Regions from separate parts of the Sus scrofa genome. Here region 1 is linked to region 2. The links are chromatin contacts, called in public Hi-C maps. All regions are on one chromosome and are shown on one strand. Each heading gives the region's core, a stretch centred on a gene start, on an enhancer-like site or on the middle of the called end of the contact. The rest is flanking DNA. Distances are from core to core; before and after follow the strand shown.

Region 1 (5,708 bases), core at 1,576-4,075, 200 kb after region 2:
TTTACCCTAAAAATAGAACTATTTAAATGTAAAAAATAAAAATACAGACTTTAAAAGACGTCTTTACAAGACTGAATTTATTTGTGACTAAATTATTAGACAATTATTTTTTCAAGTGACTTCCATAAATGAAATTACCGAAGTTTATTTATGATCTTTCAAACAGAGAAGCTAAAGAATGCCATAATAATTTTCTACCCACTCCCTAACCACAGTTTGATGAGAACTTTAAAACAGAAAATAGAGCACTTAGAATCTATTTGTTTTAGAATTATAATTCAGGCTGAAAAAAAAAAAGAGCAAATTAAATTTCAGGTATTAATGTAAGAGAACAATATGAATGTTACCCTATTAACCTAAAAGTATATTTTATTCTGATCCAATAGAAAAATAAGATATATAAAATATTCTTGGGGCAAACTTCCAAAATCCATATATATCCCAACAAATACCACAGTCCCACAAATAACACCATTTATTTCCATGTAACTAAGACTACAGTGCCAAGACCAAAAGATGTATATTTGGGAATAAAACAATACTAAAAGCAGAAGTGGGAAAATTCAGCTTATTTTTATAAAATAGAAAATAGTATTATGCATCAAAAAAAGACAAAAAACAAAATAAAAATAAACAGAGAGCTCCTGAAACATTTCCATCAGTGATTTTAAAAGCTAGACAAAATAACATAGAATTTGTTTTTTGAACATAAGTTTCTCCACATATTTCAATGTGGCTTTACTTTGTTAGGAAAATACTATCCAGAAGTAACTTCTACTACATTTAACCTATACTAGAGCTATCATTTAGCCATCTAAGTTGGCCATTAATAAAGACCAAATTATCAATTAATTATCAACACAGCATTATAATTATACAATGCATAACACATATTTTCACTTAAGTTTTGCTTCTTAATCTAGAAGTTAAATATCTATGGACTTGAAGAAATTACATATAAAGACAAATTCAAGGAGGCTTTTAATGTTTATATAACAAAGCAAAAACTATGTGAATATACATGGAACTGCATAAATTTCTAGTCAATTTTTACATATTTATTGATACATGTAGCAGGTACTCACTAATTTTAAGAACATCATCTGTTAAGATATCTATCAAGTTTTTACTATGCAGAAAAAAGGTTATATATTATTGCCTTGAAATAACATAATTCAAAACTTTATCACAAATAAAACATATCAAAAATTTAAAACTATAATCACTACTTTTTTTTTTTTTTCTTTTTTACGGCCGCACCTGTGGCATATAGAAATTCCTAGGCCAGAGGTCAAATTGGAGCTGCAGCTGGGGCCTACGCTACAGTCACATCAACACCAGATCCAAACCACATCTGTGACCTACACTGCGGCTTGCAGCAACACCAGATCCTTAACCCACTAAGCAAGGCCAGAGATCAAACCCACATCCTCACAGACACTATGTCGGGTTCTTAACCCACTGAACCACAACAAAAACTCCTATAATTACTAATTTTTGATTTGAAAAACTTATGGTTTCCAAATGAGACAGGTTGAGGGGTGAGGGGATGCACTGAGGTTTTAGGATGGAAATGCTATAAAAATTTGGTTGTGATGATTGCTGTACATCTATAAATGTAATAAAGTTCATTAAGTAATTAAAAAAAAAGACTTTGCATTTGTATTTCCAAACATTTAGGCATAATTAAATCTGGTCCTCACCCCTTCTTTCAATTCTTCCTCGCCACCTAATTACTACCTCCATATATCCATAAGAAAACCAAGCTAGAGCCTGATGTGCCACAAACCCATCATACTAGTGTTCATTCCATTCTGCTGCCTTGAAAATCTGCTTTTTCCTTCACTTCCTGGAGGAGTTCCCCTCTATCATTCAACACCTATCTCCAATATTATCTCCTCTATAAAATCTTTTTTAGTTCCCCTAGTGTATGGGCTGGTTCTTCTGTGGTGTTAGAAAATTTTAAGTTGTGCCTTTTTCCTAAGTTACATTAAATGTTCCTAAAGAAAGGCTCTAGGAGTTCCCATCATGGCTCGGTGGTTAACGAATCCAACTAGGAACCATGAGGTTGCGGGTTTGATCCCTGGCCTTGCTCAGTGGGTTAAGGACCCAGCTTTGCCATGAGCTGTGGCATAGGCTGCAGAAGCGGCTTGGATCCCATGTTGCTGTGCTCTGGCATAGGCTGGCAGCTGCAGCTCCAATTAGACTCCTAGCCTGGGAACCTCCATGTGCCATGGGAGCGGCCCTAGAGGTTCTATCTTAATCCTCTTTGACCCTAGTATAGTATCTTTGAAAAGAGACAGGAAGGAAGATTTTAAAAAGAAAAATGAAAGTAGTTAATAACAAGTAATTCTACTTTTTTGGAAAATTAATTGGAAGCACAAGTTCTGTGTGGGTTAGAACCCTATAAACTATCATCACCATAAATCAGATTATTCGAAGGCTTTCAGATACAGTACTTAAATATGTGACACCACAACAGTGAGAAGGTACATAGGTGCTACACAAAGATCTGCCTTTATTACAGCTAATCTTTAGGAAAATAAAAGTTCAGAGTTATTATTAAATGATAATATCAGTGAGATTTAGTTTGGTTTTAAGAAAACTTGTATTATTAGAGTGAATAGCTTCCTAATTAAAGAATAGCTATACAAAGCTTACAGGAAAGGGAAGAAAATCATACGATTATTAAGAAGGGAGTTTAAAGCAAAATCCAACATTCATTTGGGGCACTGTTTCCCAGGAATGAGCTGCTACTCACTAGTGGGGTCAAAGACACTAGATGGTTCTCCAGAGGCCCTTTTCTATTCAAAAGGGCTTTCAAAATAAAGTGGGGGTAGAATAAGAGGCTAGGGAGCTGTTCCTTCGTGCACCAAATGCATTCTCAGAGTACAAACATCTGTTTCAGTTTACATACTTTTAAGTATGACTTTACACATGGAAATTAAACTTAGGCAACACGCCTGGGAAGCCTGTCTGCCAAAGAACTTCATGTACCATCAACAGCTGGAATTTGTATAGGTCTACATTCTACACAACATAATACTGTGAGCTACCAATGACCACATCTCAAACCTAAATGTCAAAGAACAGCTTCTAAAGCTCATAAAGTTTTTCTATTAGAGAAAAATAAGACAGTGATGGAAGAGGAATCTAATTTGAAAAAAATATAGAGGAGTTCTAGAACTTAAAGAGATGCTTTTGTAAATAAAGACATTAAAAGATCCAAAGATCTTTTTTAATGTTTCTATACTAAGAAATGTTCATTCCATAATATTCCAATAAGATTACCTATTAGTTAGATATTAAAAATATTTTTCAATGTGCTAATAGTATAATTATAATTTCTTGTAGGCCGAAGTAGAATATAAAACCTGCAAAAATAATGATGTATCTTTGGTGCCACCATGTGGTATATCTGTATTTTTACAGTGGTTGTGTGTGTGTGTGTGTGTGTGTGTGTGTGTGTGTGTGTGTGTGTGTGTGTGTGTGTGTGTGTATGTGTGTATGTAATAATGTTCATACCTAGTAAGTTATCATCAGTTCTCTGGCATGCTAATACTGTTAAATACGTTTAAAACATAGGGTCTGTTCCCAGATAATTTACATACTAATGAATCATCAACCAATATACAGTAACTAGGAACCCACAATGCAGGAAACATTGCATTATGATATCTAGAAGATCAATATACCGTCTTGCCCTCAGAGGGCATACATCTGTTAATATCAAAACAAAAAAAATCAAGTATTAATGTGAAACAACTCAAGAGCTATTATATAACTAGATCGCAATAAATGGTAAAGAAATGTTTTTAAGTGCTCTGATTGGAAAGTAAGAAGACAAATGAGAGTATTTGTGGAAGAGACTGAGAAGTTTTGAAGCTCTTAGGAAGGATTAGTTATGCAGAATGAAAATAAGAGGGCATTTCAGAAAACAATATTAAATAAAGGTACAGATCTAGAATCATCACGGAATGAATGCTAGGAGGTCTACACTCACAGTGAGGTTCATAGAGCCAAGAAAAATAATATACATTAGAAAAATAAGTTAGAACAAGTTGCATCAGTCTTTCATGGCCAGATAAGAAGCCTAGATTTTTGCCTATAGGTCATAAGGGATCATTGATTCAAAATATCATGCTTTTATTTCTCTCTGAGGATATAATCATATGAATGTCCGTGAGTTTACATGAAAATAATTTATTGCCCAAATGAGAATAATCACAAGCTCAGAACCTTTAATCCCTCACTCTGAGTAAGTAATTTGAGGTTACAGAGCCCTGAAACCAAAATCAACCAGTAAATCACTCCAGGCGGGTGGAAATTAATAAATAAATATTTTAAAGGATGACGACTGGGTCCAAGGAGATGTAAAACCTTATTTCTAATATTTTACTTAGATCTTCTGTTCTTAAGATGCTTGATTATACCATAACATAGTGATCACTTTGTGTGTCCATATTCCTCAACATGAGATCCTTAAATCCACTGTCTTAACTTTGTATCCCTAGGATCTAAGACATTGTCTTATATTAAATATTTAATGTTTGTTGAATTAGGAAACAAAATGCGTTATTAAAAAGATAAAATGGGAGTTCCCTTGACGCACAGCTCTTTAAGGATCTGGCATCACTGCTGCAGCTCAGGTCACTACTGTGCCTCAGGTTTGATCCCTGGCCTGGGAACTTCCACATGGTGCGGGCACAGGCAAAAAAAAACAAAAAGATAGAGAGAGAAAGATAAAATTATACAGCTATCGGAACAGCTGAAAATCCAAAATCCAGAACACTGACAACAACGAATGCTGGCAAGAATGTGGAGCCACAGGAATACTCATACATTACTGGTGGGATCTCAAAATGGTATATAGCACCTTTGGATTCTGGAGGTTTCTTACAAAACTAAACATACTGTTACCATAAATCTAACAATCATATTCCTTGGTATTTATTCAAATGAGTGGAAAACTTATAACTATACAGAAATCTACACATGGATATAATAGCAGCTTAATTCATAACTGCCAAAAACTTGCAACAAAGATGTCATATCCTCAGTGAGTAGAATGAATAAACTATAGTATACACAGATAATGGAATATTATTATTCAGCACTAAAAAGAAATGAGCTAGCAAGCCATGAAAAGAAATGAAGGAAACATATGAATACTACTAAAGCAAAAGAAGCTAATCTGAAAAGGTTACTTATTGTATGATTCCAACTAATGACATTCTAGAAAGGCAAAACTATGGATGGAGACAGTAAGAAAATCAGTGGTTTCCAGGAGGGGAGAAAGAAGGAAAAATGAATAGGCAGAGCATAGAGGATTTTTAGGGCAGTAAAAATATTATGTATGATATTAAAATGATGGATGTATGTCATTATATATGTTTGTTCAAACCCATAGAATGTACAACACTAAGAGTAACCACTTAGGTAAGCTAGGACATTGGGTAATTATGATGTGGCAATGCAGGTTCATTTTGGTAAGAAATGTACCATTCTTGTGAGTGATGATAATAATGGGGGAAGCTACGCATGTGGAAAGGCAAAGTATCTCTATACCTCCCTCTCAATTTTGTTGTAAACAAAAAACTGCTCTGTAAAAACTAATTTTAAAAACTGTAAGTCATTAGGAAAGTATAAATTAACTATATATACTATACACCTGTGAAAACAAAAGATTAAACAGATGAACTATTTTA
Region 2 (6,233 bases), core at 940-3,439:
CTTTTCTATATCATCTTTAATTAGGACTACAACTGTTTTCTTTGGTATTGAATTTTTATCACATATATTCTCACAGTTTGAATAGTAAAACTGAGGAATTTATTTTTCACAATACGTATGCAAGCAACTACCCTTTTTCTGTAAAATCTAATGTTTAGTATTCCAGTTTCTACGCTATTTGGTTATACTGAGGGGGAGGTGAGTTGGTGTGGAATCAGGGACTTTTTGCATCAAGCCTCAAATTTTAACATTTATATAAATTAGTATTATGATAATTATAAGTATTTGGGAAAGTCTTTTAACATGTGGCCTATTCCACATACCTTATGAAACATCCTTTTCAGTTATGCACATGTTCCATTATTTTCATGTTATAAATGTAAGTTATTTATTTTAAAATATGTTAACAAGGAAAGTTGTATTAATGAAGCTTTAAATTAAAACTGTTGGGGTTTTTAGGGGGGAGGGGAGTCAACTATTTCTTTTATATTTAGATTTTCTACCTCTACTGGAATTTTTCTGTATTTTTTCTTCCCTTTCCTGACTACTACTTCCTATTCAACTACCTCCCCAACCCTTCCAAACAACACATGCTTTTTATAACACTGCAAAGAAACTCAAGAGTTTATCTTTTATAAATGATCTCATTTTTTTCCGACATAAAAAGTAACATAAAAAGTTTCAAGATTTTAGAAAGTGCCCCCTCTATGGGACTCTGGACAGACTGTTGGGTATTCTTCCCAGATTCTTATTTTCACTCTTTAAATGTTTTTTAGATCTTAGGTGTCTAGATTAATTTTAATGAACATCTATGAAACAAAAAATACACAGAAGCAGGTATTAAAATATATATATACACACATTGCACATACATATATGTGTATATATACACAAATATATAAATGAAAGACAATAACAGAAAAGTTCAATAAATGTGCTAAGTTTTAAAAGCTTGAGTTTGATGTTAAATTGTTATGAAAATCTATAATGGCCTATTATGAAAGAGTACATGTCTGTATTTGAAACTTCAGGCCTAGAGGGCAAGGATTTAATAATCAGTGGAACCAGTTTAAATATTTTCTTATATTCTATAGCAGCCAAGCATTTTTGCTTAACCACAGAACCTAACGCTAACATATGTAAATTGCATAGGAAAAAAAAAACTGGTAACCAGGCAAGATTTGTCTTACATTTTTAAAAAAGGAAAGAGAAGAAAGGAAACCTGTGCCTCATGAATAATATCCATACAAATAGTCCATGATAAATAAATTATATAAGGCATGCCAATTTCCTGCCTTCCGCCATCCAACAGAGAACCACCACTGTCCTGATAATCAAGTCAGTAGGGTGGGAAAATAAGAAATCTGGCTTCTATCAGCCTCTGCCATGGAGATATAAACGAGACTGTCTCTCAGAAAGCAAAAGTGATTGTAAGATCACAAATGAAAATGGGAAAGACAAAGACGTAAAAGTTGGTAAACAGAAAAGAATAAAGATCCAAAGACAAAGAAAAATCAGTTATCAGAGTGGCTGCAGAGGTTTTTCTAAACAAAGAATTTTATGAAGCAGCTGAAGTTCAGTACAAAAAAGACTCCACCCTACTCTGCTTCTGCGGCAACTTCTTGCTCTGAAAACTCCAGCCCACATAACAGAACTCCTCTAACTAAAAGTGCCTTTAGGACTCCGTTTTAAGCAGTCTCTTTTCTTTGAAACGTCCCACTCTCCACATTCAGGCAAAAGGACTTATCCCAGGCTTTCCCAGAAATATTTCAGCAGTGTACTCTTCCCAGGGGCAGATGTAGAAGCTCCGGATTTACAAACATCCCAATTGTCTTCGGAGCCGTTTCCCAGGTGCAAATCTGTCAGCCCCCTTCTCAACTTCAAACCAGAACCTCCTCTTCATGCTCTTCCTGAGGCTTAACATTCCACCTATTTCCCAAACCATGCAATAAACACCACAAGGAAAGGCAAATGGCAAACTCACCATCCTCGTCTTCTTCCTGGGCTTTTATTGAGACAAATTGCCCTAATAAAACAGTAAGAATGAGGAGAGGTCTTGCTTCTGCCCAGTTTGCCATCATGTCTAAATATTAGACATGTGGGTCCTCCTGGGAGTGAAAAGTAGATTCTAAGGTTATTGTAGCACCATGAAGTCAGCTCCGGGCTCTTCTTTCAGCACTAGCCCCAGGGCAGCCTCTGCAAACCCCCTTTTTCAGCACCAGCTCCGGCACAGTCTGCGAAAACTTTTTTCAAGCGATGCAGCTTTAAATAGGAAGAATGCTGCCTCCACTTCTTTTCCTGCCCCTTTTCAGCTTGTTCAGGCTCATAACCATCCAGTGTCTGCCAAGCAACGGTCTGATTGATGGTAAACAACCAAATCAGAACACGCGCCTCCTGTGCCTTTAACTGTCCTTAATTCATTTATGTTTTAAACATAAATATGGCTTAATCGCAGAAAAAAACGTTTGTTTCTCGTTCCTTTTTTTTTTTTTTTTAAAAAAAAAAAAAAGCCTGTTAGAAGGAAAGAGTCTTAGAGTCTTATTCTCCCGTCCCTAACCCTTCCCCCAGACACACACCCATTCACTTTTTCCCTATAAGCTGAAAAAGACATTAGGGAGGAATTACAGTCTTTTAGCCTAGTTTTTGGTATCTATATAATTCAGGATTCTCGTCCATCTTAAACTTTCAAAGGATCAAATTTTAACCCTTTCTTTTTACTAAGTGTGATTTATTCTTGTCCCCTTGTCACAGTATGTTTATTTTCCCAGATTCTAGAAGGGACTGTTAAATGTCCAGGTAAAGAAATTACTTTAGACAAATAAATGTGTGATGCATCATACTTTTAATTAAGATCATCTTCTTATCTCTCTGTATTATTTATGAAAACCTATCTGCAGATCCCTTTTGTTCCTGAGAGTTTTATTGTGGAGAAAAATAAACCACTGTGCCAGTGTGGAGGACTGGGAAATACACTGCATTTGGAGGCAGAAAACTTCACTTCACACATCAGCTCTGCTACTCACCCATTTTGTAAACACAAAGTCTTTATCTCTGTGCACTCCAATTTTCTCATTTGAGAATAGGGCTTTGCCCTGACCAATGGACAGGGTTTAGTGACACTAAAATAATATGAGTAATATTAACTAAGTTCCAAGTTACAGAGAAATACAAAAAAGTAGATGGTGGTGTTATTAACCCTAAACCCAGTTTTTCAGGGAATATGGTATTCCAGTTTCACGTGACATTCAAGAGCAATATACATGAACTTTTGTGCCACACTCATGTTTGCTAAGATCTTAATGACCCCAGAGTGTTCCACATAATACATTTGCCACCTTGAGTCTACCCAGAATCAGAATGGCTGTTCTACACAAGAAAGGTAAGTCAATGGTTTATAACAACTCAGCAGTGATCACAGCGATCAGGTAGCCAGCACTGTCCTAAGCACTGGAGGGAGAGGATGATTCAAAAATAAGTAAAAGGTGGGAGTTCACATCGTGGCGCAGTGGTTAACGAATCCGACTAGGAACCATGAGGTTGCGGGTTCCACCCCTGGCCTTGCTCAGCTGGTTAAGGATCCTGCGTTGCCGTGAGCTGTGGTGTAGGTTGCAGATGTGGCTTGGATCCCGCGTTGCCGTGGCTGTGGCATAGGCTGATGGCTACAGCTCCGATTAGACCCCTAGCCTGGGAACCTCCATGTGCCATGGGAGCGGCCCTAGAAAAGGCAAAAAAAAAAAAGACAAAAAAAAAAAAAAAAGTAAAAGGCAAAAAAATAAATAAATAAGTAAAAGTCATGCCCACTGTCTCCAAGGAACACTAATGTAGACACTAAGAAAAGAAATTTTCATGAAACTAGAAATATAAGCCAGAGCACATAAATATATGTGGGGTACCTTAAGCCCAGTAGAAATTCAGAGAAAAGAGAGATTATAGGATAATATTAGATAAGTGAAGCATTATCATCACTTTTCTTAATAGAAGTATCCAATTACCTTTTAATTTTAACTTTGGAGTTAGAGTCTCTGCAGAAGTATTCCAGAGGAAGTCAGGTCTCCAAGCAGCTGTACCCTCTAACTTTTCACTTAGACATGTCCTGTTTCAATTACTTCCATCAACATAATACTTAAATTCCCTGCTCCCATTTAAAGGAATGGGCCGAGTAAGGACCAAAACTCACCCTTCTACTAGTTCTATCTAGAATATCTGACAGAGGACTTGGAAAAAACACCTTGCTAAATATTTGAAAAGAAAAACAGGAAAATGCAGAGAAGAAAATTTACTCCAATTGCTTGTCACTTCTATTCTATTTTGAAATGCTTTTAGCCATCAACACACCAATACCAAAGGCTTGGTACAATTTTCAGGCATCTTATGTGGAATCTTTACTGGACCGCAGAGACTAAAGACAGTTATGGAGAATCTGCAATTCTCAAGTATTCTGGATGCTGAGGGCACAGAGATAATAACATAACAGGACTTGCAGCAGAATCAGTATATATAAACAGTGCTTGCTCAGATCAGCATCTTAGTATCTGTTATTAAAGCAGCTTATCAATACAGTTATTTAAAATCTAACTGTAAGGCAACCTCTCACAGTGTCTTCCTGTTTCAGCCTCCTCTTACCATCATACAAAAAGCACATGGTATGATAAGGGCAGAGCAAATATTTTCAAGAGAACTGAGATAAATTAGCATTCTCTCTTATCCTTGCAAGCTTTGTGCCTTGGGCTTTTCTTCTGTGTTTGGCTTTAGGATCTTATATTACACTTCAGAAAAGAGTAAAACACATACAAGTGTTGACCATGTCTGTTTAGTAGATGTGGCTTAATTCCAGAAGATTTGACTATTTCTCAGTCCTCGAAGAACTGATTCTAGGTTTCAGTGCTTGAGTGGGAAGCTCAGAAACCTGTCACAAATCCAGTGTAATAATATATGCCTTGTGGATGAAGTTTTACTAATTCATTTTTCACAGCAATTCTGGGAGGTATTTATTATTTTTCTCAGGTCATACATAGGGAATCTCCCTTCAAAGAAGTTTCAACTTTGCTAAACTAATAAGTGGTAGATTAAGGATTCTATTACTCCAAAGTGAGTGTTCTCACCACTTCCTAGCCTTTAGATCTACTGACATAATCTTTCAAGGCTCAGAAAATGTCTTAGCACCCTTCAGAGTTAATCTCTCCCTCTGTACTCTTCATCATTTCCCTTTACCTCTCCCTCAATTTCTTCAAAAAAGAAGCAAAAAAAAAAAAAAAAAAAAAAAAAGAACCAAAGGGTTTCCCTCTTGACTCCACATCTTTTACAGTTTCTTTTCCCTTCCCTTCCCCTCCTGGTTATACTTCACCCTGTAGCATCAGTTTGTCATCACCAGCACTACAAGAGACACCAATATCCCTTTGATAAACTCAAAGATCTTTCCTCTTTCCTCCTATAATGTCTGATACTCAAGCTATGCCATTCTTCTTACTGAAACTTTTTCCTCCCATGGCTTTCTGGTCCCATATGCTACTCCTCCTCCTTCTCTGCTTTTGGAACCAGATTTCCTTTGCTAATTCCTCTCAGAAAATTATCCTTCTTTCTGTGTTGAACTATCAGCTTTTTTCTCTCTCCTTGCTCATTGTCTTGGGCTTTTTTAACTGTTAGGTCCCTTGACTTTATTTCCATTTACATATTAATAACTTCAAGCCAAGGCTCCCATCCTGACCTGCAGACCTGTATTCCTAGATGCTCGAACAGAGCATCTGCCTCTGGACAAGTCCATGAAGCTCAGAGTCCAGAATGAAACAAACCATGATCTCCCATTGTTCTTTATAACAATTAATGCTACTACAATTACCCTAGTCCCAAAGATAAGACACAGAAAAGGACACTCTTCCTTTCCCTCAACCCAATTCCAATTTTTCACTGTCTCGTTAGTTTTTCTCTGCATTGTGTTTTTTTTTTTTTAATTTGAAGTATATTTGATTTAAAATATAACTTAGTTTCAGGTGTACAACACAATGATTCAATATTTCTATAGATTATACTCTAAAGTTATTTTACAATATTGGCTATATTCCCTGTACTATGCAATATATCCTTGTAGCTTATTTATTTTATTTTGTTTTATTGAAGTCTAGTTGATTCACAATGTTGTGTTAGCTTCAGATGTATAGCAAAGTGATTCAGTTTTATATATATATTCTTTTTTCAGATTCTTTCCACAGGTTATTACAAAAGATTGAGTATAATTC

The links. Hi-C and Micro-C count contacts between places; a contact is called where the count stands out from the background.
Region 1: a contact with region 2 is called in a Hi-C map of fetal skeletal muscle, with 2.7 times the contacts expected there. The contact joins the enhancer-like site here to the promoter of COL5A2 in region 2. A contact is called at or near these places in 4 of 47 Hi-C or Micro-C datasets (embryonic fibroblasts, fetal skeletal muscle and fibroblasts) and 1 of 2 datasets of contacts at active chromatin or transcription factors (skeletal muscle).

Annotation. Positions count from the first base shown.
Region 1 is chr15:93,957,471-93,963,178 of Sscrofa11.1, forward strand. It overlaps a transcript of COL5A2 not described here. Among named protein-coding and RNA genes, the nearest start is that of WDR75, 21 kb to the right of the region's middle. Within about 2 kb of position 2,826, at least 26 of the 83 cell types and tissues checked have an H3K27ac peak or open chromatin away from gene starts, as enhancers often do. A contact at or near this core is called in fetal skeletal muscle and skeletal muscle, where this site is marked.
Region 2 is chr15:93,756,501-93,762,733 of Sscrofa11.1, forward strand. It overlaps COL5A2 (collagen type V alpha 2 chain), which reads right to left and starts at 2,190. Exons shown (of 54, transcript NM_001105289.1): 1 at 1,985-2,190. The coding sequence starts at 2,081. The region is part of intron 1 of LOC110257158 (a long non-coding RNA gene); the gene reads left to right.